6 separate regions of the Mus musculus genome follow, and all the other regions are linked to region 6. Evidence: chromatin contacts called from public ChIA-PET, Micro-C and promoter capture Hi-C data. All regions are on one chromosome and are shown on one strand. Each heading gives the region's core, a stretch centred on a gene start, on an enhancer-like site or on the middle of the called end of the contact. The rest is flanking DNA. Distances are from core to core; before and after follow the strand shown. Region 1 overlaps Ankrd6 (ankyrin repeat domain 6). Region 2 has its middle 8.8 kb from the start of n-TGccc3. Region 3 overlaps Gm42266 (a long non-coding RNA gene). Region 4 has its middle 21 kb from the start of n-TGccc3. Region 5 holds the start of Rragd (Ras-related GTP binding D). Region 6 holds the start of Casp8ap2 (caspase 8 associated protein 2).

Region 1 (3,384 bases), core at 763-3,262, 320 kb after region 6:
TGGGGCTGGCATGGCATTGAAAGGAACTTTGGAGCTCCGGCCCTGCTGGAGAGTTGGTGGTAGAAATAGAGCCGGCGGTACCACAGCGGGGACATAGAGTAGCCGGCGCAAGTGCGGGAACGTGCCGGTTCATTTTTTAATATTTCCCGCATTACCTGAAGCTGACCTCTGGCCTCTATAAGTACATGCATAAGCACGTGCTCACACATGTGAACACAAACATACACACAACAAGAAGTGGCAATTAAAACTTCTAAAAGTAAGCCAGGTGTGGTGGTGCGCGCCTTTAATCCCAGCACTCGGAAGGCAGAGGCAGGCAGATTTCTTAGTTCAAGGCCAGCCTGGTCTACAAAGTGAGTTCCAGGACAGCCAGGGCTATACAGAGAAACCCTGTCTTGAAAAACCAAAAAAAAAAAAAAAAAAAAACTTCTAAAAGTATGACAAACACATGCTATAAAGTAAGTTTAGCAGACTCACAATGGCAATTATACACTAGAAGGTATGGACAAGAGAAAACAAAAATATATAGCATGTCTGAATTTGAAATTAAAATGCCAGGTTAGGAGAAAATCTACTCTGAAGTTTCTGATTTAAAAGAAACTCTAAGCCAGGAGGTGGTGGCATGCAGCTTCCAGCCTCCGCAGGTACCAGTATATCCATACACCCGATTACACACGCGGGTGTGCACTGAGGAGGCAGAGGCGGTGGTCTCTGAGTTCAAGGCCAGCAAAAGTGAGGTCTAGGACAGCCCGGGCTACAAGGAGCTTGGGAGAAAAATTAAGGGGGGGGGGGGAGAAAGGAAGGAAGGAAGATGGAAGGGAGGGAGGGAGGGAGGGAGGGAGGGAGAGAGAGAGAGAGTCCAGTGAATTAAAAAAAAGTACAAACAGCTTGCTCAGGCCCACAGAGCAGGTCAGTCCGTTAAGGAAGTAGATGCTGGGGAGCAGACATGACCTTCCTCCAGGGAGGCGCCTCCCATTTTTCTGCTCAGGAATGGGTGGTATCCTAGTTTTCATCCCTGTTGCTGTGATAAAACAATGATCAAAAGCAATTTGAGTGAGGCAAGAGGTTTTTTATTTTAATCTTTATTTATTTTTATTTTTTATTTTTAGCTCTTGGCTTACAGGTTACAGGGAAACTAAAGTAGCAACTCAAGGCAAGAACCTAGAGACATGAACTAAAGCAGAGACCACGAATGAACGCTGCTTGTCTTGCTCTTACAGCCCCCATACGTAGGATCCAGTGACTACTGGCTGGACTTAGGGTTGAAGAGGCGTGACTCTGGAAGCAGGGAAGCCTCAATCAAACAACAACAACAACAACAACAACAACAAACTCAACCAAACAATCAAACAAAAACCACTGGAGGGATGGCTCAGTGGTTAAAAGCACTGACTGTTCTTCCAATTCCCACCACCCATAGGGTGGCTCACCACTGTTTGTAACTCCAGCTCCAGGGGATCCAAGGCCCTCTTTGGGTCTCTGTGGACACCATCCGTACAAGTGGTGCATACATGTACACATTAATTTGAGGGGGGACTGGAGATACATGCATATATTAATTTGGGGGGACTAGAAAGATGGCTCAGAGGCTGAGTACTGGCTCTCTCCCAGAGCACCAGCGCTTGGTTCCCAGAACGCACTTCAGGCAGCTCACCGCCATCTGTAATTCCAGCTCCTGGGATCTGATGCCTTTGGCCTCTAAAAGCACCTGCATTCTTGTGCAGATACCCACGTGCAGATACCCACGTCCATACACAGTTCGAAATAATAACAAATCATTTTTTTTTAAAAATATGACCCAGATAAGGGCCAAGTTGTGAATCAAAATGCTGGCAGTAAACAAGACTGTGCTGGCAAACTTTACGTCAACCTGACACAAGCCAGAGTCATTTTGGGAGGGAGAAGCTCATCTGAGACGATGCTCTTACCCGATTGGTCTGTAGGCAAGACTGCGGTGCATTTTCTTGATGATTGAAGTGGGAGGACTGAGATCACGGTGGGTGGTGCCGCCCCTGGGTCAGAGGGCTTTAGAAAGCAAGCTGAGCAAGCCAGTGGGCGTGGCCTCTGCTTCACTTCCTGCCTTGATTTCTGTCTTGAATTCCTGTCCTGACTTCACTCAGTGATGACTGTGACCTGAGAGCAGTAAGAAGGAATAAACCCTTTCTTTCCACAGTGGCTTTTGGTCACGGCGTCTCATCAGAGCAACAGAAACCCTTGGGCTTTGAAATAGTACCACACGGAGTATTTAAAGCCTGGCAGCTACCGCATCTGTGTGCCTGCGTCAAGACAGGGTCGACCTGACTGCCTGATGTTGTTCTATGCTATTTTAGCATCATGAACTTTACTCACACAGCACACATTATAAATGGACGTTTCCTGTGCATCCTCTTCTCCCTCTGCAATTGACTTCTGGGCTGAGTACAGGCGCGCAGAGGTAATTATCAGTTCTAAAGAAAACACAAAGCCCAGGGGGCAGCACCAGGGCCTCATTAGGAAAGACAAGTAAGTCCTAGACAATAATCATTTTTCTTAAAGTGAAATAAATAAATGTTTAACTACGGGGAGAGGGGGTGGGATGTGGGTAGGAACATGCTAAGAAGGGGCAATCAGGAAGAAACAACGTTTAAAGAAAAATTTTTACAAAATTACACGCTACGTCTTAAAAAACCATCAAACTCCTCAAAATATGATTTTAAAAATGTAGCCAGGCGTGGTGGCGCACGCCTTTGATCCCAGCACTTGGGAGGCAGAGGCAGGCAGATTTCTGAGTTCGAGGCCAGCCTGGTCTACAGAGTGAGTTCCAGGACAGCCAGGGCTACACAGAGAAACCCTGTCTCAAAAAACAAAAAAACCAAACAAAAAAATGTATATGGACAGGGAAACACTATAGGTTACCTAGAAAAGCCGTAGTCATTCAGAAAAATAAAATTTGAAAAATTTGGAACAAAATTCCAAGTTCAAAAGACAACATCTTACCCATGTACTAGCACATCTTAAGTGTTAATAAAGGATATTAGTGGGGACTTGATTTCTGCAGATTGACAAAGCTTTTAGATGTTTCCCTGAAGCAGCGTCTTGCTTTTAGATGAAAGATTATAGGTGATACAAACTATTTAACTAGACTAAGTAAAAATCATCCAGATCTGAAGTCCCCAAAGCAATAAAGGCACCCGCCACTGGTGTGGCACTAGATGGTAAGACCCTACTGCCGAAGAAGGCGCTTGTTCTTGTCACAGCACATAGAGAAATCAAGCTGGAACGGGGCTGGAGGCTCAGCCAGAGAGCGAGCCTTCATAGGCTTGAGTTACTAATGCAAGGCTGTTGGGGGAAACAGAACATTGACAATCTCACCAAGCTATGGCCCCTGCATGCTTACTTACGACC
Region 2 (3,196 bases), core at 36-2,535, 390 kb before region 6:
CTGTTAACAGAAGCAGAAACCTGTTCATATAAAACTCCCTTTAAAACAACCCGGAGCCCAGCTGAAGCCCAGGGACTGGAGCAGTCACAACCGTCTCCATGTGCCCGGCTGCTTTTGTAGCTGAGGCTGTTGAACTGGAACCAAATTCACCCCGGCCAAGCTTGTCATGGCAAGTCTGGTAGATGAAACTGGCCTTGTTTTTAATTTCATTTCCTTTTTTATTGAAAAAAAAATATATATCTGTTATTTGCTTTTCTAAGTTACACTAAAATGCAAGTCTGCTGCCGACTCTGCCTGTTTGCGCAGGCTAAAGCACAATGTTTTGTGGAAAGCGACGTGGTGCAGTCCAGCCTGACTATTAGAGCTGCCCAAGGAGGGCTATTAGAAGGAGCCACCTGGAACTCACTCTCCCCATGTTGCTGCTGAAGAAAGCCTCTGGAAGCTTACATACCACTCAGGCTGCTTCAGGGCTGGAAGAGAGTGGGAGGGGTTTGTCTCCTTTTAAAGAGGAAATCCTTGGGAGGCTGCAGTAGTCTTTGACTCCAGCAAATACTGGATGCTAATATTTTCTGGTTTCTAACCTTGACTCTATTGTAGGTGCTCATTTCATCCCCTGGAAGGCTTTATGCCTCAATTTCACTGTCACGACATAGGAGTAACACAGACATTCTTTGTTTCCCACAGCTGATGTATCTATCCTTGAGGCTGCGAACCGAATGTTGGAAATAAAATCGCAAACTTTGCATATATTAAAAAAGTATTTTTCTGAACTTTCTAGATGAATCATTTTGTCAAAGAAAGAATTCTGAATAGCTTAACTTAAAAAAAAAAAGTTCAGGGCTCAGTGTTAAGAGTTTATATTACTCTTACAGGAAACCAGAATTCAATCAGTCCACAAATCCCAGGTTGGGTGGCTCATAGTTATCTGTCACTCTACCATTAGAGAACACCATCTTCTGGTCTCTAAGAAAGGGATTTGTGTGTGGCACGTGCGCACGCTCACGCACTCGCGCGCGCGCACACACAGACAGAGCATTAAGACTAAAATAAGTCTTAAAAAATAAATTTAGTTTTTAGTATTATTTTATTATGACGGTAAATTTCATCAGGCTGACAGCATTTGAAACCATCTAGAGGTCACACTTGAGGTCACACCTCCAAGTGTGGTTAAGAGGTTCCAGAGGAGTTTAACCGAAGAAGGAAGAACTACCCTGAACATGGACTGGTAGCATCATCCTGCTGGAATGCACAAAAAAGGAGAAAGCTGGCTGCACACCAGCATTCATCTCTCTCCGACTCCTGGCGTCTGATGTGAGCATCTGAGGCCCTGTCCCGATGCCATGAAATACTGTCTCTCTCAGATCATGAGTCAACCCTCCCATCCCTAAGTTACCCTGTCACAGCACCAAGAAAAGCAGCTAATGAGAGTCTATCCTTCTAAAATTTGGACACATTTTAAAAGGGAGTGTATGCTGTTGAATCGGGGTCCACTCCTAAGTGTTAGCCTGATGAGAGCACCTTTCTTCCCTCCCTGAATTTCCTGGCAGGACAAAATCTCAGTGTAAGTTGGGCCCAGGGACATTTCCTGAGTCTTGCTCCTTGGTTCCTTGTTCAGTATCTTGTTTCAGCGTAGGAGAGTGAGAGAGGGCAAACAGGCCTGTGTCATTACAGGATGAGTCTTGAGACATTAAAATCACCCTGTGTTGTTGCGGGTTGGGGGCGGGCAGGAGGATGAAGAGCAGAAGCCTAAGCTGGAGAGATAGGAGAGCAGAGAGGAAGAAGATCTTGGGCACAAAGGAAGCTCAGCAGAAGTGATGCAGGATGTGGCAAGGCCACGGGGCTAAGGGAAAAGTGTGATGGATCCGTGACAAACAGCTGAGACCTGAGATGGAGCCTAGGCAAGCGTCTGTGAGGAGGCTGTACTGATGGGAAGACGATGCTGGGGTCTTAGTTTAACCTGACATGAGCCATTAGGAGGGTTTTTAAAGAAACTTAAACACTTAAAGAAAACCTTCCTCTTGCCGTGCGAGACAGTTCTGGGTGGCAGGAATGGAGGCACAGACTGTGACATTCAGGAGGACAACACACAGTTTGCAGTAAGGTAAGGACTGGGGAAATGGTGGTAGTGGCCAGGTTCAAGCTAACGTCTGAGGTAGAAACAGTGGTTAAGACAAGAAGGTGAAATGCAGGGGAGGTGTGGAGGGGAGAATTGGGGGTTTGCTCCTAAGCTTTAGCGTGATGAGAGGGCACCTTTCTCTCCTCCAGTATCTCCTCCAGTATTTCCTGGCAGGACAGAATCCCCTGTTGCGATGTTTTCAAAGTAGCTTTGTTCACAGCTTGCTATCTCCAGCTCGGTCTGCCCTACCACCTGGGTTCTAGATCCCTCATTTTAAAGTCTTGTAACACGCTGAGCCCAGTCTTCCCCCTCCTTGGTCAGTTCTAAAGCTGAAGGGTTGTGTTGTAAAGGATTCTCTCCCTTTTGTAGAGCCCCATCTCCAAATCATCTCCCAAGTCCTGAAGGATGGCACTGCCCAGAGAGCCATCAGTTCTTCTCAGCTCTGACCCCGCCTGGCCAGACAGTGCCTGCCGGCGGCTTCTCCCATCTTGTTTCCTGCTCTCTTCATCCATCCTGCGCCTCCTTCCAGATTCATTCTCCTGACCCGAGAAATCCCAGCATTTCAGTGCTCAAAAGCGATGCATGCTTTTCCCCGTTAGACATTGAAGGCAAGCATGATGTCCAGCATTCAAGGTTGTCTGTCTCTAGACACTGGCCTGCTTGAGGAGTTCTGTCTACAGAAGATGCAAGATGCCTTAACCCTGGGGGAAGGCAGTGGGTGGTTTTGTATGTGAGCACAGCGAATTCGGGAAAGCAGGACTGTCCCTAGACTATATGAAGATCTTCTCCAGAACTGATATCCTGTCAGGTGTAGATCCAGGAGGTAAGCATAGGATGCTGTCCTGCTTTAGCCCTCTCTCCCTTTAAGATAGGACTGTGTTAGTCCTGAACTCCCGTTTCCCAGTGATGAGTGCAAGCCGTGGCTCACAATCCACTGCTACTGAGCAGAGACCTCCCCAGGGCTTTCAGCTATGTGTCCTGGGGAAGAAAGCGGCATCTCCCCAGAGGATATGGAGAGCCTATGGATCCATAGGTGCCTGAAGCCACCTTGTTCACACATTCCAAACACCTCCTTGGGAA
Region 3 (3,219 bases), core at 121-2,620, 440 kb before region 6:
AAGGCCATAACAAGATGGGCAGCCTGCCCCAGGAATTTGAAAAGAACAGAAATACCTAAGGATTGATTAGGGGCCGGGCCAAATTCCAGGCTTGAACTCAATCACAAATTATGCTAAAAGCTCCCAAGGGATGGCTCCAATTGGCGATTTTTTTTTGAGCATGCATTCCGTTCTTCTGATACAGACATCATTCCTGCCTGGGAGATGACTGGAGAATTAAAAGCTGGAGCAAAAAATGAGTTCAGGAAGGGCTGTTTTCTCATCCGAATGCCCTCGATCTCCCTGAGACATCTCCCACAGTCTTTAAAAATGAGTGGATTTTATTATTCCGCTTTGCCATTCTGGCCCATCATGAAGGCCAAAGCCAGCATTCAGAACAATAAGAATTATCTCAGATGACAATGGCCAGGTCAGAAGACTGCACTGTGGCAGACAGACTTCCAAGCAGAACTGTACGAGGCAAGTCGAAAGGCAGGTGTGGTCAACCTTTAAGGAAATGTCCTTAAAGGGGTTTTCCTATTCTTTCAGGAACATTTAGGTCTTGTCTTTTTCCTGTGGACAGAGACATATACTTAATCACTAGCATATTGTATAAGAGAAAAATATATAGACCTTCAAGACCTTCAAAATATATAGCCACAGTTCCAACCTTCATTACCAGAAATAACTAGAGGAAATGAGAAGCAGGTGGGGGAAGGCTTTCCTGAGCGATGCCAGGACTCCGCTTTAATTCAGCTTGTGGATGGCCTGTTCCCACCTCCCCGTCTGGCTGACCATATATTCAGAGGTCAAACTACTAAAATCGAGCAAACACACTCAATTTCCTTTAGACTTAACCTCTGCAGTAAGAAGAAGCACATTTCTCTTGAGACGACGTGAACTTCAAGGGGTCTGAATTAATCAAAGACAATGCTAAGACCATGTGGTGTGGTGGTGGTGGTGGTGGTGGTGGTGGTGGTGGTGGTGGTGTGTGTGTGTGTGTGTGTGTGTGTGTGTTTGTGTATGTGTGAAATGGGCACTGGAAATCTAAAAGGAGTTCTTTATTTCTCCAATGGATAAATTATATCTTCCAGAGAATAGTGTACAAGGTCTGTTGGCATTGGCAACCATTCCCTTGGCGTTAGTATCTGACAATATCTTTTGTTAATGGCTGGTAAGTGGACAAAGCGAACACAGGGTAGACCTAAGGACACACCTCTTCTCCCTTCCACAAAGAACCCACATTACTCCCTTTATGTTCTTTAGGCAGCTGTTTTAGTCCTTTGAAATTTAAGAACTGCCCAAGAATTTAAAAGTGGTCATTAGCATATGCTTTGAATATATACCAGAGACTACTGTCCTGCACAAAGGGAGAGTAAGGCCATTCACAATTCAGCATTCTACTTGAAGCAAGATCCTTCTTTGTTAGTTTACAGCCTAGCTCTGGGAGCATCTCACATAATTTTGGTAGACAAAGGGGGGGGGGAGGGCAGGAAATGAGTTTAAGCCCTGCTTCTACCTCTTCCTGAATACTAACCTTTGACAAGTCGTTTAACCCCTGGATAACTCAATTTCCCTATCTGTGAAATGAAGCATTGAAATAGATCATTTCCAAGGTCACTTTCTGCTATAAAATTTTATGATGCCTGAGGCTCTGGATATATTGGAAAAAGCTGTGTGTGTATGGATTTGTTGCACTTAAAACCCCAGGGAGCTAGAAAGACTTTAAAGTGATACAGGAGTATAACAGAAAGTTAAGAGGATGCCCGTGTTCCTAATGAATGAACTTGCTCAAAATCCATCTCTGTGCAAGGAAACCTTTGGTTGTGGTGGACTTCCACAAAAGCTGCTCCCACAGAGAAAAGTCAGAGCTGCCACTTGAGAGCTTCAACTGGCTTCCTCCCTCTCACTTCACCCTGTGGATGCTCCAGGAACACCGCCTTTCTCTTAGTGAGCCTCTAATCTAATCAGGGGACAGGAACTAGTGCCTCTGGCAATTTGTGTAAGTTTGGTTGTGGGCCCATTAACCACACACACACACACACACACATGCACTACAACACACACTCAGACACAGACAGCACATCATATACACCACACATGCACATACATATGCACCACACATACACACACATATACACTATACCACACATACATACACACACAGCCACAGACTCATACATACACACATACAAACCTACACTCACACACACACACACACACACATCCATACAATCGCATATGCTCACAGACATACACACAGCATACCATATACATATACACCACACTATACATACACACGCATATATATATACCACACATACACATACATCATACCACACACACATACACACATACACAACTACCACCCCCCCACAGACTCAGCACACACTCATACAAACCCACACACACTCACACAAACACTCACACAATTTTTTATACAAACACATACAAACTCACACACACACACATACACACACACATACACACACAGCATACTACACACAGATACACACCACACTATACATACGCACACATATATCACACACACACTATGCCGCACATACCTACACACACACAAAACTATCACACACACATACAAACACACACACATTTTCACACACACTAACACACATTCAAACTCACACACACACACACACACACACACACACACCAATTGGCAGTGTTCCCCCCAGAAATGCTTCACAGACAGACAGACAGACATGGGTCCCTACTGAAGAGGTGAGTTAATATTCTTCCTGGTCATGTATCTTCAATGCCAGATGTTTTTTTGTGTCTGGAGTCAGGGATAAAGAACTTCAACTGTAGGGCTGGCACCTTCCTGGGGCCCAGAACTCCACCCGTTGCTGCCTGCTTTCTGCCACTCCTTCTCTTTGACTATGCCAACATGAGCATCTCTTTGCTGAGCATGCTTACCCTGGTTTATATAATCCACTCTACTTGCAGTAGCATTACTGGGCACCCACATCAATTCACTCTGCTGCCCCAGGAGTGTGGGGTATGCAGCTGTGCTCAGCCTTTCTCAAAACATCAGATCCATAAGCAAATTCTTTTCTCAGAGTTTTGCCAATTGTGCCCCACCTCTCTCGCATTGCTAATCTTCCTGTGCCCCGTCTTAACCACTGACTTGGTGTGTGGCATTTTCTTTCTTCTGTGCTATGGTGTGGACGTGACACTACTCAGGCGATGAGAAAATACATTTGCTGGGCTAAATTCTCC
Region 4 (3,593 bases), core at 799-3,298, 360 kb before region 6:
TTCTGAGTTCCAGACCTTCCACGTGGACTTTGGGATTCTGTGTTAAATGAGAGAGCAGAACTGAAGGCACGTGGGTCAGAGTCTGGCATGAGATGGTCCTGTACAAGCCGCCAATGGGGCCTGAGTTCGTGTCTGAGTTTCAGTCTCCCTCATTCAACACTTCAATTCCCACATATGTTAAACACCTCCTATGTGGCTTTGAATGCAAGTCTCTTCCGAAAAACAGGAACTGTGCTTCGGTTACCGGTTCTTGTGGTCGATAGGGCAGCTATTTTGATTTGTCAGAGGAGAGGAAAAGCAGTTAAATCTAGTTAAAATTAAAGCCAGTTAAAATTAACTGGCTCAGGAGATTTGAATGCAGCTGTTCCACACATTGAAACACGGAGAGTGAGTTGTTTTTTTTTTAAATTTTTTTATTACCACTCCTGATTATTACTGGTCATTACTTATTTTTGAGCCAGGGTGTAGATTATCTGCATGTTTTGTTCTAACAGAGGAAAGTAATAAGTGGGCGGCGGTGGTGTGTGTGTGTGTCTGTGTCTCTGTGTGTGTGTGTCTCTGTGTGTGTGTGTCTGTGTGTGTGTGTGTCTGTGTATGTGTGTCTGTGTGTGTGTGTGTCTGTGTGTGTGTGTCTGTGTGTGTGTGTGTGTGTCTGTGTGTGTGTGTCTGTGTCTCTGTATCTGTGTGTGTGTCTCTGTGTCTGTGTGTGTGTGTGTGTCTGTGTGTGTGTGTGCGCGCGCACGCGCGTGCGCGTGCATGCGTGCAGAGATTCTTGTGTGTCCCGGTTTTGTTGCACCCTGCATTGTACATGCCACAGTGCTGCGCAGTCAGCAGTCCCCTTGCTGACTCATGTGCCGGGGCTGTGGGGCTCCCTTGGCTGCTCTGCCTGCGGTGCTTAGGACCAGCATGGCCTGGGGAGGGTGGGAGGTCGGCTGTCATTGGGTCTGTGATCACTGTGAACTGGCTGGGTTCTTCTTCCCTCTGTCTCCCCAGCACAGCCTCTGGCTGGTAGGAAAAGCAGGCACATGTCTGCCTCTACAGGGACAGCATAGGGCACAACCTCATTTCTGGAAGAATTGGCTTTCACTTTATTGTTTTGGGAATCTTCAAACCCAGACAAATGGGTAAGGAGAGATTCTGCTGTTAACGACTTAGCACCCCCTCAAGGACTTTTTAAAACTTGAAGTGGACTTCCTTGGCATTACAGACACTTGGCCCATTTCTCCCTCTGTGGGCAGCAGAAACAGGAGGCAGGGCCAGTAAGGGGGTGTGACTAGCAAGTGAAGTCGTCCCCTGGTGACCACAGCCTTTGTTTATATCTGTTGCTGGCTATTGATGTGAAAACAAAAACAAAGCGCCTAGCCTGGGGTCAGGAAGATGCTGTCACCTGACTTAGCTGACTCCCTCTGCCTGTTTTGTTTACATAGCTCCGGTTTGGGTTTTTCGTCAGAAAGTGTGAAATGCTGTTTTTTCTGAGGTCGCTACATAAACTTCCTTTTGTGGACGGGAGTTGATCAGATCATCCTAGACTCCCAGACGATGATGCAAAGCTGCTGAGCTGGCGCAGGGAAAGCTGAGCAGGGGCTGAGACAGAGCCTCTTGCTAGCCTGGAGAAGCTTTCTCCAGGAAAGGAGGGCTCTCTGACCAGTAATAAAGAGAAAGCCACAGTGACTGTAGCATATGCTGACGGACGGTCTTGGTTTCTGTCGATAAGGGGTGACTCATCAGTGTCAATAGAATTGTGACTTCTAATAATAACACAGCGTGAGCCCTTCAAAACATGCGGTTTTAGCCCCTGCTCTCAGTGAAAGGTTGGAAAATGTTAGTTTGAGCTTTTTCCCCCCTGACCTCTTTATGTCACCAGAGTATGAAATCGTGTTTTTGTAGGTGTGATGGTGACCCCATTGTTTTTTCGTCTTACTGTTTTTAGTTTCGCTCTGACTAAGAAAGCAAAGTGGATTATTTCATCGCTCAGAAATCTGTGCACTAAGCGTTGCCTCCAGGGCTGTGTTTTGAGGGAAGTGTGGCTGAAAAGCAGATCCTCCCAGAATGCAGAAAGGAAAAAACTGAACAGACCACAGGCCACCGGGAGCTGGGCGCCTCCTACACAGTCTATTGTGAAGGGCTGTGGGCTTGCTGAGTAGCCCGATTGCCCTGTGAGTCATGGCCAAAGGATTCCAACAAGGGGGTTCACAGAAGAGAGTCAGCCCCGACAGAGAGGAAGCGAGCTGCCTGTGTCCATGGCCAGGGCTGCCGCTGTCCTGAGCACCAGCTTGCTCCAGTCTACATGTGGAGCCTTGCCTGTTCTCTGGCTAGTTTGGTTGGCTTTTGCTGCAGGCCATTCTGTCAGTGCTTTGCCACAAAGACTCTGAAGTTAGAACAAGGGACTCTCCAGGTTCAGGAGGAGCCTGCCTGCTCACATACCTGCGCTCTTAGCTTTCTAACCATTGCTCCCTCTTAATGTGTAGACCACCCTTTGTCCTGAGCTGCTGGGCAGGCCTTATACCTTCTCTGCCTGGTCAGGGAAGTGAATCCTTCACAGAGCACTCACAGGAGGAAAGAGGGTGGGAGGAAGGGAGGGAGGGTGGGAGGAAGGGAGGGAGGGAGGGAGGGAGGGAGAGAGAGAGAGAGAGAGAGAGAGAGAGAGAGAGAAATACAGCATTCAGTAGTATTTGAATGAGAGATGAATGAATGAATGAATGAATGAATAAATACAACACTCACAGTAGGATTTTATTTATAAGTAAGTAAATGTGTGTGTGTGGATGTGTGCAGGTGAGGTGGGTGGGTGCTGCTGAGAACTGCCCCCTAGGGTACCTGCTTTTAACCTCTGAGCCTCTTGCCAGCTTCTCACAGAAGGTTTTTTGTTTGTTTTCTTTTGTGTTTTCTGGGTTTTTTTTTGTTTTAATTAAATGAAGTTTTACGTCAGTCTTGCCTCTTGGAAACTTCTTTTACAATGGATCTTTTGTCTTACGCTGACCTGTTGGTACTTTGGGGTTTGATGGGATGCCTCTCTGGTCCTCTCTGCATCTTTTATTCCTGGTGCTTTTCTATGTTGCGCTAGCTAACATGGCCACCGAGGAGAAGAGGGAGGGAGTGAATTGGCTCCTTGGGCCTCACTCTGAACTCCACCTGCTGTGTTTTTCTGCCCACAGAAAAAGCACAGACGCCTCGGCAAGATATTTAAAGCTCTTAAAACCTGTTCCTGCCCTGAGACTACAGGTGCATTTCTGCTTCACACTGGTTCCCAAATTGTGAGTTATATTTTGGTTCTGAAGTTTTTCAAGTTTATTCTAAAACTACCTTTTGAATGAACGTCTGCATTACAGGCCCGCTCTTCTCCCACGGTTCTGTTAAGAACTCGGTGTAAATGGCAGGCTACCTAGAGACAGGCTGTGGTTGATGTTGACGATGCTGTGTCTGTTTCACGACAGCCGTGTGTGCCCAGGGGCCCGAGTGAGCAGTAGAGATCAGTGTGGTGTGAGCTGCACAGAGAGAGAGGATGGCAAGGACTGAGCTGCACAGAGAGAGGGGACAGCAAGGACTGGAGGGAAGGAACGCTCTGAAGAGTGGAGCTGGATCTGGAGTGTCCT
Region 5 (3,610 bases), core at 744-3,243, 370 kb after region 6:
GAACTGCATTCAGGGGGTACACATACACGTAGGCAAAAACAATCACACGAATCCAATACATATATACATACATGGATATATACACACATAGTAACTCTCTCCTTGATGTTAGAGAATCACCAGACATTTTCATCTTTTCTGTGTGTGAGGGTGTTGAGTTGTGAACTGTCCTCTCTGGAAGACCCCCTCTGGGTTCACCAGACATCCTTGCTCAGTAGTCATGTTTGAATCTGAGCTGTTGCTAGGCAGCCATCTCCTGGTGTCCCAAGGACCTCTCTGATGCTTGAAATAGGCCAGTTTAGAGACCTCCCCACAGACTAGCAAGCTGGCTTTGGGACAGCCGCAAAGCCTTACAGCTACTCTGGGGAAATGTCCCTTCCTCCCCAGGCCGCTTCCTGCAGAGATTCAAGGATTTCAAGCTGCCCTCAATCTCATTAAGTTGCTGCTGCCCAGCACATGGGGTTTGACAAGGCGCTGGAGAGACAAAAACTACCAACCGGATGAGCCACAAAGCCCACTCTCTTCGCTATAGAAGTAAAATCGCCAGTGAGAAATGAGTTCTGAGAGCACCTGAGAGTCATGGCTCATTTGAAACGTCTACCAACTCTGTGGTAAAGGTGTTCTCATGAGGGTCAGAAAAGGCTGCTTCCTTCCGGTGGGGAGAGTAACGAGAGTCGGCTTTCTCCATCCACCCTTTGGCCTCCACTTGGTTTCAGTCTTCCTTTGCCCACGGGTTTCTGGGTGTGTTGGACCAATGGCAGTCATTCCCAGGAGACCACACAGAGATAGGAAGAAGGAAAGCAGCCAGGGCCCTCTTCTGTTATCTGCTTGGCCAGAGGGTGGGGAGGGTGGGGGCGGGGATGTGGGGTGGTGTGGGGGTGCTGCTACCTGGCTGCTCTACAGAACTGGCTCCCTTCACTTCCTCCCACTAAATTTGGAGGTGGTGTGAGCTTCCCACCTGATAATCTTTGACTGTACTCCCTAAATTCTGCTGCTTATATATCTGCAAAACTGTTTCTTCGCTCAAAAGCCTTTTTCAGTTCACATCTTTGTATGTGGCATAGGAACGACCTTGACCATGCAGACAAGAGTTCTACTGCCTCTCCTTGGAGAAGCTTTCCTGTTGAAAGCAGCCACCCAGTTAGAAGAAATCCAGGACATGCGTCACGGATTAGTAACCCTATTCCTACCCAGATTTTTCCGAGGACCCCTAGGAAGCCCTGTCCCGGGCCGCAAGTGTCCAGGCTGAGCTGCCTTTCTCCCCACCTGCTGAGCTGCTGGCACCTGCAGGATCCGGATCACCTTGCTGGCCCGCTGTTTAACTGAAGGAAGTTTATGCACGTGACTTTCTCCTCTCTCTCTCTCTCTCTCTCTCTCTCTCTCTCTCTCTCTCTCTCTCTCTCTCCCTCTCTCTCTCTCCCTCTCTCTCTCCCTCTCCCCCTCCCTCCCTCCCTCCTCTTCTCTCCCTCACCCCCCACCCCAGAAAAGGGTGCTCACACTGTGCTGAGCAGCTGGCGAAGGAGGAGAGCACCTCCTCATCCCACATCGCTTCTATTCCAATCTGAGAGCTGCCCCTCACCTCCCACAAAAGCCCTAAAACACGTGGGACTACACCAATGAGACAATAGCAGTTGGGGCATAAGAAGCCCCGAGGGCGTTATACACTTTAGGTTTTCCCGAAGGTTGCAAAGGAATCATTTAGTATAGCATGTTTATATATAAATCACGAGACATGTGACTTCTCCGGAAACATGTCTACGTAGACCACAGTTTGGAGTATTCTTGCTGGGAAATCCTTTGAACTAAAAGGCACTTTAGGAGGCAGCTGCTATGGAAACTACCCCACCACTGTGCACTTCTCCCAGCTCCCGCAGGCTGGAGTGGCGGTGGGGGTGGGGCCTGAGTACCGCACAGTTGAGGGGCAGCCTAGTGGGGGTGGGGTAGACTGGGGTGGGGTGGAGGTGGGTGGGGTGGAGGTGGGTAGGGTGTGGGTAGAAAGCCTGAAGACCGCAGCACAAGCCAGGGGCACTGCAGAAAGCAGGCGGCAGGGTCCGGGTGGTCCCCGGGCCACGCTTGCAGAGAAAGCGAGCAGAAGTCCCCGAGGGCGGTGGCCAGTGCGCTCTGGACACCCGAATTCTCTCTAGGGGGAGAACGTGTGTGGCCGAGCAAGCGGTGGCTGCGGCCGGCGAGCGCGCGCCCGGTGGTGCTGCGTGTGTGTGTGTGTGTGTGTGTGTGTGTGTGTGTGTGTGTGTGTGTGTGACAAGCGTCAGGTGACTCGGGTCACGCAGTCACTCCCTCGCGCTCCCGGGGAGAACTGCCGCGCTCCGGCTGGCTTCTCGGGCAGCAGCGGCAGGGAGGGGGCTGGGCTCCACTGCCACCCCCTTGCTCACCAGGCGCGGCCCCAGGGCGCTGCGGGCCACTCGGCCCACGCGGGACCTTGGAGGCAAGCGTGGGCGTGATGAGCCAAGTGCTGGGCAAGCCGCAGCCGCAGGGTGAGGACGGCGGCGAGGACGAGGAGGAGGATGAGCTGGTGGGGCTGGCGGGCTACGAGGATGGGCCCGAGTCCTCGGACGCCGAGCTGGACAGCGGGCCGGAGGAGGGAGGTGAGCCAACCGGCCGAGCGCTCGCGGTCCCCGCCCTGGGAGCGATGTGTGTGTGTGTGTTGGGGGTGGGGGGGATGCGGGACGCGCGGGTCCGGGGCGCTGCGGTGGGGGAGGGGAGCGGCCGGGCTGCAGACGGCGGCGGGGAGCAGGGTCGGATGTCGAGCTAAAAGAAGCAGCTGGCGGCAGCGTGCCGGCTGGGTCGCCCACAGCTGCGCGTGTCATTCTTCCCCGCCGTGGCCGCGGGAGGGTCTGCGGCGTGGGACCGGGGCGCTGGGGCGGGGCCCGCGCTGCAGGTGGTATCCGCGTCTCCCGGGAGACCGCGGGGTTCTAGGTCCCCAGACACCCTGAATGCATCTCGTGTCGCACCCGGGGGTGGGCGCCTGGCGAGCAATCCTTGGCCGCTGAAGCCAACTGTTTGTTGTTGCCGAAGGAGCTGAAGTTAGCCTTTCGGATTGGGGGCTGCTTGCATTTCATTCCCGGGACACAACAAAGAAGTTGAGTTTAGGATTCCAGAATGTTTTTCTTTAATTTAAAAAAATTTTTTTTCCCCACAAAAGCGGAAGGTCACTTTAAAAGGTCAGTTGAACGGGGCTGTTAACGTTCTCCGAGTTGTAAATATCCCAGAGAAAGGATTAATCTCTTTAGTGTCTCACACTAAAGAAACCGAGGAATGAAAGTACCCGTGACAGGAGTTTTAAGAACTTTTATTGAGAATCTATCGAACGGAACTTAAAATTCTCTCTACAAAGCCTTTCTCGGAAGACAGTTTTGATTTTGCGTCTGGCAGGTACTTCAGTGAATCAGAAAGGGAATACAGTTAACTAAGACTTAAGTCTGGCAGATGAAAAACAGCTTTTCAAGTCGCCTCATTTCCTGGCTTTTCTCCAGAGAGGACTAGTGCTGGCTCCCCGTTATTTAAACTTGTGTGTGCACCTCTGCGCTCCACTCATCCGCACTTCCCTTAATTAGTCCCACGGTCGATCGTTCAGCCACTTTTTTTTTTTCCC
Region 6 (3,667 bases), core at 944-3,443:
AAATACTGTGAGGTGATATTTAAGAACATGGGAAAGTTAAGCTGGTGCCCAACTAGAACCTTCACCACTGCTGACTAGTACGGTGCTGGAAAGGTATTCTGGATGTTCCTGGAGGTGAAGGGTGATCATCAATATTACCCAGCCATAGACCCTGCCATTTACAACAGGAATGCCTGCAAGACATATTTGTATGTTCCTTCATTTACTGACCGGGCCAGGGTAGAAACGGCTGTTAGAAATCAAACTAGGCTAGTGGGAGAAACTGTGGCAATTTTGAGAGTAATTAGACATTTTACGCCTTTATCAGAAACAGAATTTAATGGCAATTACCAGACTCAATACAGTTGCTGTTGCCAGGGTACAATGATGTCTGCAAACTATAAAGGGTATACAAAATTAATGCTAAGACCAATTTTTCTGTCAAGCTTCCTTCCATGTTTCTTTGGCTTCTGAGCGACCATACATAGAAACACAAAGAGTACTGAGTACTTCACTGCCTGAAGCATTTGGTCTCTCAGGAATGGGAAGGCGCATCGTGCTTCAGGAGCCATGGACTCTAAACTGAGAAACCTATGCTGCATGACTCTCAAGGCATCTATGCCAGGTCAACGCCATGGGTCCCTGCACATATTGGTGCAATAGTGACGTGCATGCTATAGGAATAACAAACCATTTTCTGTGTGGATTTAAGGTCTGCTCAGTGAGACCATATCTGACACTGCTCAAATGGCCAAGAACCTGAGACTAGATAGTTCATAAGCCTAGAGGTAAAACTACTACTATGATTCTGCAAAGGCCAATAAAATACTCATCACGACATAGCGCTATACCCCTAAATCACTGCATTATTCAAGACTCATCAGAGAAACTTCTTACAGTAGGAAGCAACTAACAATGGGCAGAGAGTGAATCTTTGGAGCACTTAGCCCTAAATGGGACGCCTTCATCAAACCCTTTGCCTCAAGGATCAGGGACCCATTACCCAAAAGGAGGCAGAGAGACTCTCAACAGCCAGAGGTGGCGGATGACTCCAAGAACTGTGTCATCCAAGGAACAGACACAACAGGACTAATAAATATATGAATGCAGAGGCCGATAACCCTCATAAGACCCGTTGGGGTTCAAGCCTGAGGAGGTATTTGCAGTTGAATTCAACCTGCAGAGAAAGGAGACAGCAGTTTTCTTTAGTAGAGTGGCACTGGTCTATCAGCCAGACTTTGGGGAAGGGACAATACCCAGGAGTAGTTGACCAATATAAATTGAATTCCATGTTTTTGTGTCTGAGCTTTTTGTTTCGTTTTGTATTGTCTTGGCTTTGTTTGTTTTTTCTTACTGGTTTCTTTTTTGTTTCTTTTTCCTTTTTTCTTTCTTTTTTTGAGAAAGAGAACATGAAGTTCGGTGGGTAAGGAGGTGGGATCAGAGATGCGTTCGGGTAGGGGAAAAACGATAAAAATAATTTATTGTATATATATATGTATATATATATATATATATATATATTTTTTTTTTTTTTGGTTTGGTTTTTCGTGACAGGGTTTCTCTGTGTAGCACTGGCTGTCCTGGAACTCACTCTGTAGACCAGGCTGGCCTCGAACTCTGAAATCCACCTGCCTCTGCCTCCCAAGTGCTGGGATTAAAGGCGTGCGCCACCACGCCCGGCTTTACATAAAAAAGTTTAATACGGAAAAACAAAAACAAAAACCTTCTTCTATCCCGCTGAATTAGTAATTCTACGCTACGTTCACCATCCAGGATGGCATCTTAAAGGTCAGATCTTAGCGCTGTCTAGCGCGCAGCTGACACAATTTATACACTAAAGACCTCAAGCCTTCTCCACTTGCTCTCAGCCAAAACAGCTAGGAGCCTCCACCTTTACTTTCCCTTTCATTAGCGTCTCCCAGACCCGCCCCACTTCCGCTCTGGTGACGTCTTTTCCGCGGAGAAACCCCGCCCCGTTGTCACTGAGGTCACGGCCCGCCCACTTCCCTTCGGAGCCACAGAAGAGTAAGTACCAGAGTTTGGCGCCAACTGGAATCTTTTTTTCCGCCTTCAATGGCGGGAACTGGCTGTGTGCGCCGAGACGTGCTTTGCGTCTTATCTAATTGGTTGTCGGCGCTCGGTCCCGCCCTGGCGTCCTTACCGTGAGCTGCGATTGGTGGAGACGGCGGAGCGCCTGGCGTCCGGACAGCGGCCGCTGTGCGGGGCTGGCCGGCCGGGTAAGTTCCTGAGGGCCTGTCGCGGGGCTGCTGGGGAGAGGCAGCGGGGTGCCGCCTGGGATGGCTTACGCTCTGGGCGAAGGGTTGTGCCTGGCTGGGCCTCGAGGAGCCAGCTGCCGTCCTCGGGGAGCGCCCCTCGGAGCGTCTCGGGGGGCGCTGGGGCGAGCACCCGGAACATCGCCGGGTCTACAGCGCGCCCCTCCCCTCCCCCACCCGTGTCTCCCAAGTCCCTACTGCCGAGCTCTCGGTGAGTGTGGAGAAGGGGCTGTCCCGAGGGTCGGGCGATCAGTGACAGGGGCAGTTTCCCAAGCTGAAAGCTTGAGAGAAGAAGTTGTTTATGTGCTCTCCGCAGCGCCTCGAACCATCCCTGACATGGGAATGTAGAATTCTCAGGAAGCATTAGTGCTTCAAGGATCCTCTTGGCGGTCTTTTCTCGCCACACCAACACCAAACTTCTCGCTGAAGGCCTTTCTCCTATGAGCTTCAACCCCGCCTTGGAAGGGACTAGGCCACTAGGCAAGACTTCTTGGCTCTGTTACCATACCCCAAATTATTTTTTTTCCATAGTATTTCCTGCCATCTTACGGGATATGTCCAGAGATTTATGTTTTAAGGGGTGTTTTTGATTTTTGACATCTGACTGGAATTTATCCCAGCTCTCCACTTTCTAGCTGTTGGCTGCAGCAGATTTTCTAATTGGCTCTGTTAGGTTCCTCATCTATTTAGACGGGATAAGGAATAATATAGACTTGATAGGAGCTTCAGGATAATTTAAAGGAGTACTTAGCGCACTTATATCAATACTTGACTTGTGTAATGTATGCTGCTTTTCATGCCTGTCTCATCCTCAGAACCTAGAGTGAGATTTGCCTCTTAGCTTTTGCCTGGTTGTTTTCCTTCTACAAATGTATGCTTTTGTGTATTGAAAAATTTGAACTTCATACTGCTTTCAGAAAAGATTAGATGACCCCTTTCTCTATGCATTTGCTTATGAATCTGTTGAAGCTGTTTATCCTTCCAGATAATGGTTATCAACCTGTAAAATTTTTAAAGAACATTTTGGTGCTAGGGACTGGCCTTTTCAAAGCTGTGAGGACTGCACACTACTGAGCAACCTTCCTAGCCCAGCAGCTGTTATTAATCAATCATTAGCTTCTTGGTTTTTAAAACTTGGCCTCTGCATGTTTCAAAGGTGTACCACTCCTCTCAGTAGTAACTCAGATGGGAGATGAGAAGAAGTATAGAAAGATCTCTCTCACTCCTCTACCTTTCATATTCTCTCTCTCTCTTTCTTCTCCTATCTTCCCACCCTGGGAGACTCACTGACTTGTAATTTTTTTTTTAATATACCTGTCACCATGATGCTAATGAGCCCCAAATCATCTTAACTCTCCTTTTCTTTTAAGAAAAATCTGTTAGGGATCCAACTCTATTTCTAACCCAGACCGACA

The links. Promoter capture Hi-C pulls out the DNA fragments that hold promoters and counts their contacts. A called contact is a pair of places that touch in the nucleus more often than the background predicts. ChIA-PET counts read pairs in DNA pulled down with a chosen protein or histone mark.
Region 1: a contact with region 6 is called in a Micro-C map of embryonic stem cells, with 2.4 times the contacts expected there. The contact joins the enhancer-like site here to the promoter of Casp8ap2 in region 6. A contact is called at or near these places in 9 of 39 promoter capture datasets (the C10 cell line, the HPC-7 cell line, HPC-7-derived erythroid cells and 7 more), 4 of 484 Hi-C or Micro-C datasets (all in embryonic stem cells), 8 of 115 datasets of contacts at active chromatin or transcription factors (the 230-238 cell line, astrocytes, embryonic stem cells and 1 more) and 1 of 9 other capture datasets (pancreatic islet).
Region 2: a contact with region 6 is called in a promoter capture Hi-C map of neural stem cells. The contact joins the enhancer-like site here to the promoter of Casp8ap2 in region 6. A contact is called at or near these places in 3 of 39 promoter capture datasets (cranial neural crest, liver and neural stem cells), 2 of 115 datasets of contacts at active chromatin or transcription factors (bone marrow-derived macrophages and embryonic forebrain) and 2 of 9 other capture datasets (adipose tissue and liver).
Region 3: a promoter capture Hi-C map of the SN4741 cell line shows a contact between it and region 6, with 2.4 times the contacts expected there. The contact joins the enhancer-like site here to the promoter of Casp8ap2 in region 6. A contact is called at or near these places in 4 of 39 promoter capture datasets (the C10 cell line, the SN4741 cell line and cranial neural crest), 2 of 115 datasets of contacts at active chromatin or transcription factors (the 230-238 cell line and bone marrow-derived macrophages) and 2 of 9 other capture datasets (adipose tissue and liver).
Region 4: a contact with region 6 is called in an RNA polymerase II ChIA-PET map of memory CD8 T cells, with 139 read pairs. The contact joins the enhancer-like site here to the promoter of Casp8ap2 in region 6. A contact is called at or near these places in 13 of 39 promoter capture datasets (the 3T3-L1 cell line, the C10 cell line, the HPC-7 cell line and 7 more), 3 of 484 Hi-C or Micro-C datasets (CD4 T cells, cortical neurons and embryonic stem cells), 12 of 115 datasets of contacts at active chromatin or transcription factors (the 230-238 cell line, astrocytes, bone marrow-derived macrophages and 7 more) and 4 of 9 other capture datasets (adipose tissue, liver, macrophages and 1 more).
Region 5: a promoter capture Hi-C map of pre-B cells shows a contact between it and region 6. The contact joins the promoter of Rragd here to the promoter of Casp8ap2 in region 6. A contact is called at or near these places in 25 of 39 promoter capture datasets (the 3T3-L1 cell line, 3T3-L1-derived adipocytes, the C10 cell line and 15 more), 3 of 484 Hi-C or Micro-C datasets (all in embryonic stem cells), 13 of 115 datasets of contacts at active chromatin or transcription factors (the 230-238 cell line, astrocytes, bone marrow-derived macrophages and 5 more) and 2 of 9 other capture datasets (embryonic stem cells and liver).

What each region holds. Positions count from the first base shown.
Region 1 is chr4:32,930,234-32,933,617 of GRCm38.p6, forward strand. The region is part of intron 1 of Ankrd6 (ankyrin repeat domain 6); the gene reads right to left. Among named protein-coding and RNA genes, the nearest start is that of Ankrd6, 19 kb to the right of the region's middle. Within about 2 kb of position 2,013, at least 44 of the 459 cell types and tissues checked have an H3K27ac peak or open chromatin away from gene starts, as enhancers often do. A contact at or near this core is called in embryonic stem cells, where this site is marked.
Region 2 is chr4:32,219,871-32,223,066 of GRCm38.p6, forward strand. No RefSeq gene overlaps it. Among named protein-coding and RNA genes, the nearest start is that of n-TGccc3, 8.8 kb to the right of the region's middle. Within about 2 kb of position 1,286, at least 21 of the 459 cell types and tissues checked have an H3K27ac peak or open chromatin away from gene starts, as enhancers often do. A contact at or near this core is called in neural stem cells, where this site is marked.
Region 3 is chr4:32,175,336-32,178,554 of GRCm38.p6, forward strand. The region is part of intron 1 of Gm42266 (a long non-coding RNA gene); the gene reads right to left. Among named protein-coding and RNA genes, the nearest start is that of Gm42266, 9.8 kb to the right of the region's middle. Within about 2 kb of position 1,371, at least 30 of the 459 cell types and tissues checked have an H3K27ac peak or open chromatin away from gene starts, as enhancers often do.
Region 4 is chr4:32,249,068-32,252,660 of GRCm38.p6, forward strand. It overlaps a transcript of Bach2 not described here. Among named protein-coding and RNA genes, the nearest start is that of n-TGccc3, 21 kb to the left of the region's middle. Within about 2 kb of position 2,049, at least 326 of the 459 cell types and tissues checked have an H3K27ac peak or open chromatin away from gene starts, as enhancers often do. A contact at or near this core is called in the 230-238 cell line, adipose tissue, astrocytes and 12 more, where this site is marked.
Region 5 is chr4:32,981,005-32,984,614 of GRCm38.p6, forward strand. Rragd (Ras-related GTP binding D) reads left to right here and starts at 1,994. Exons shown (of 7, transcript NM_027491.2): 1 at 1,994-2,603. The coding sequence starts at 2,459.
Region 6 is chr4:32,613,277-32,616,943 of GRCm38.p6, forward strand. Casp8ap2 (caspase 8 associated protein 2) reads left to right here and starts at 2,194. Exons shown (of 11, transcript NM_001122978.2): 1 at 2,194-2,216.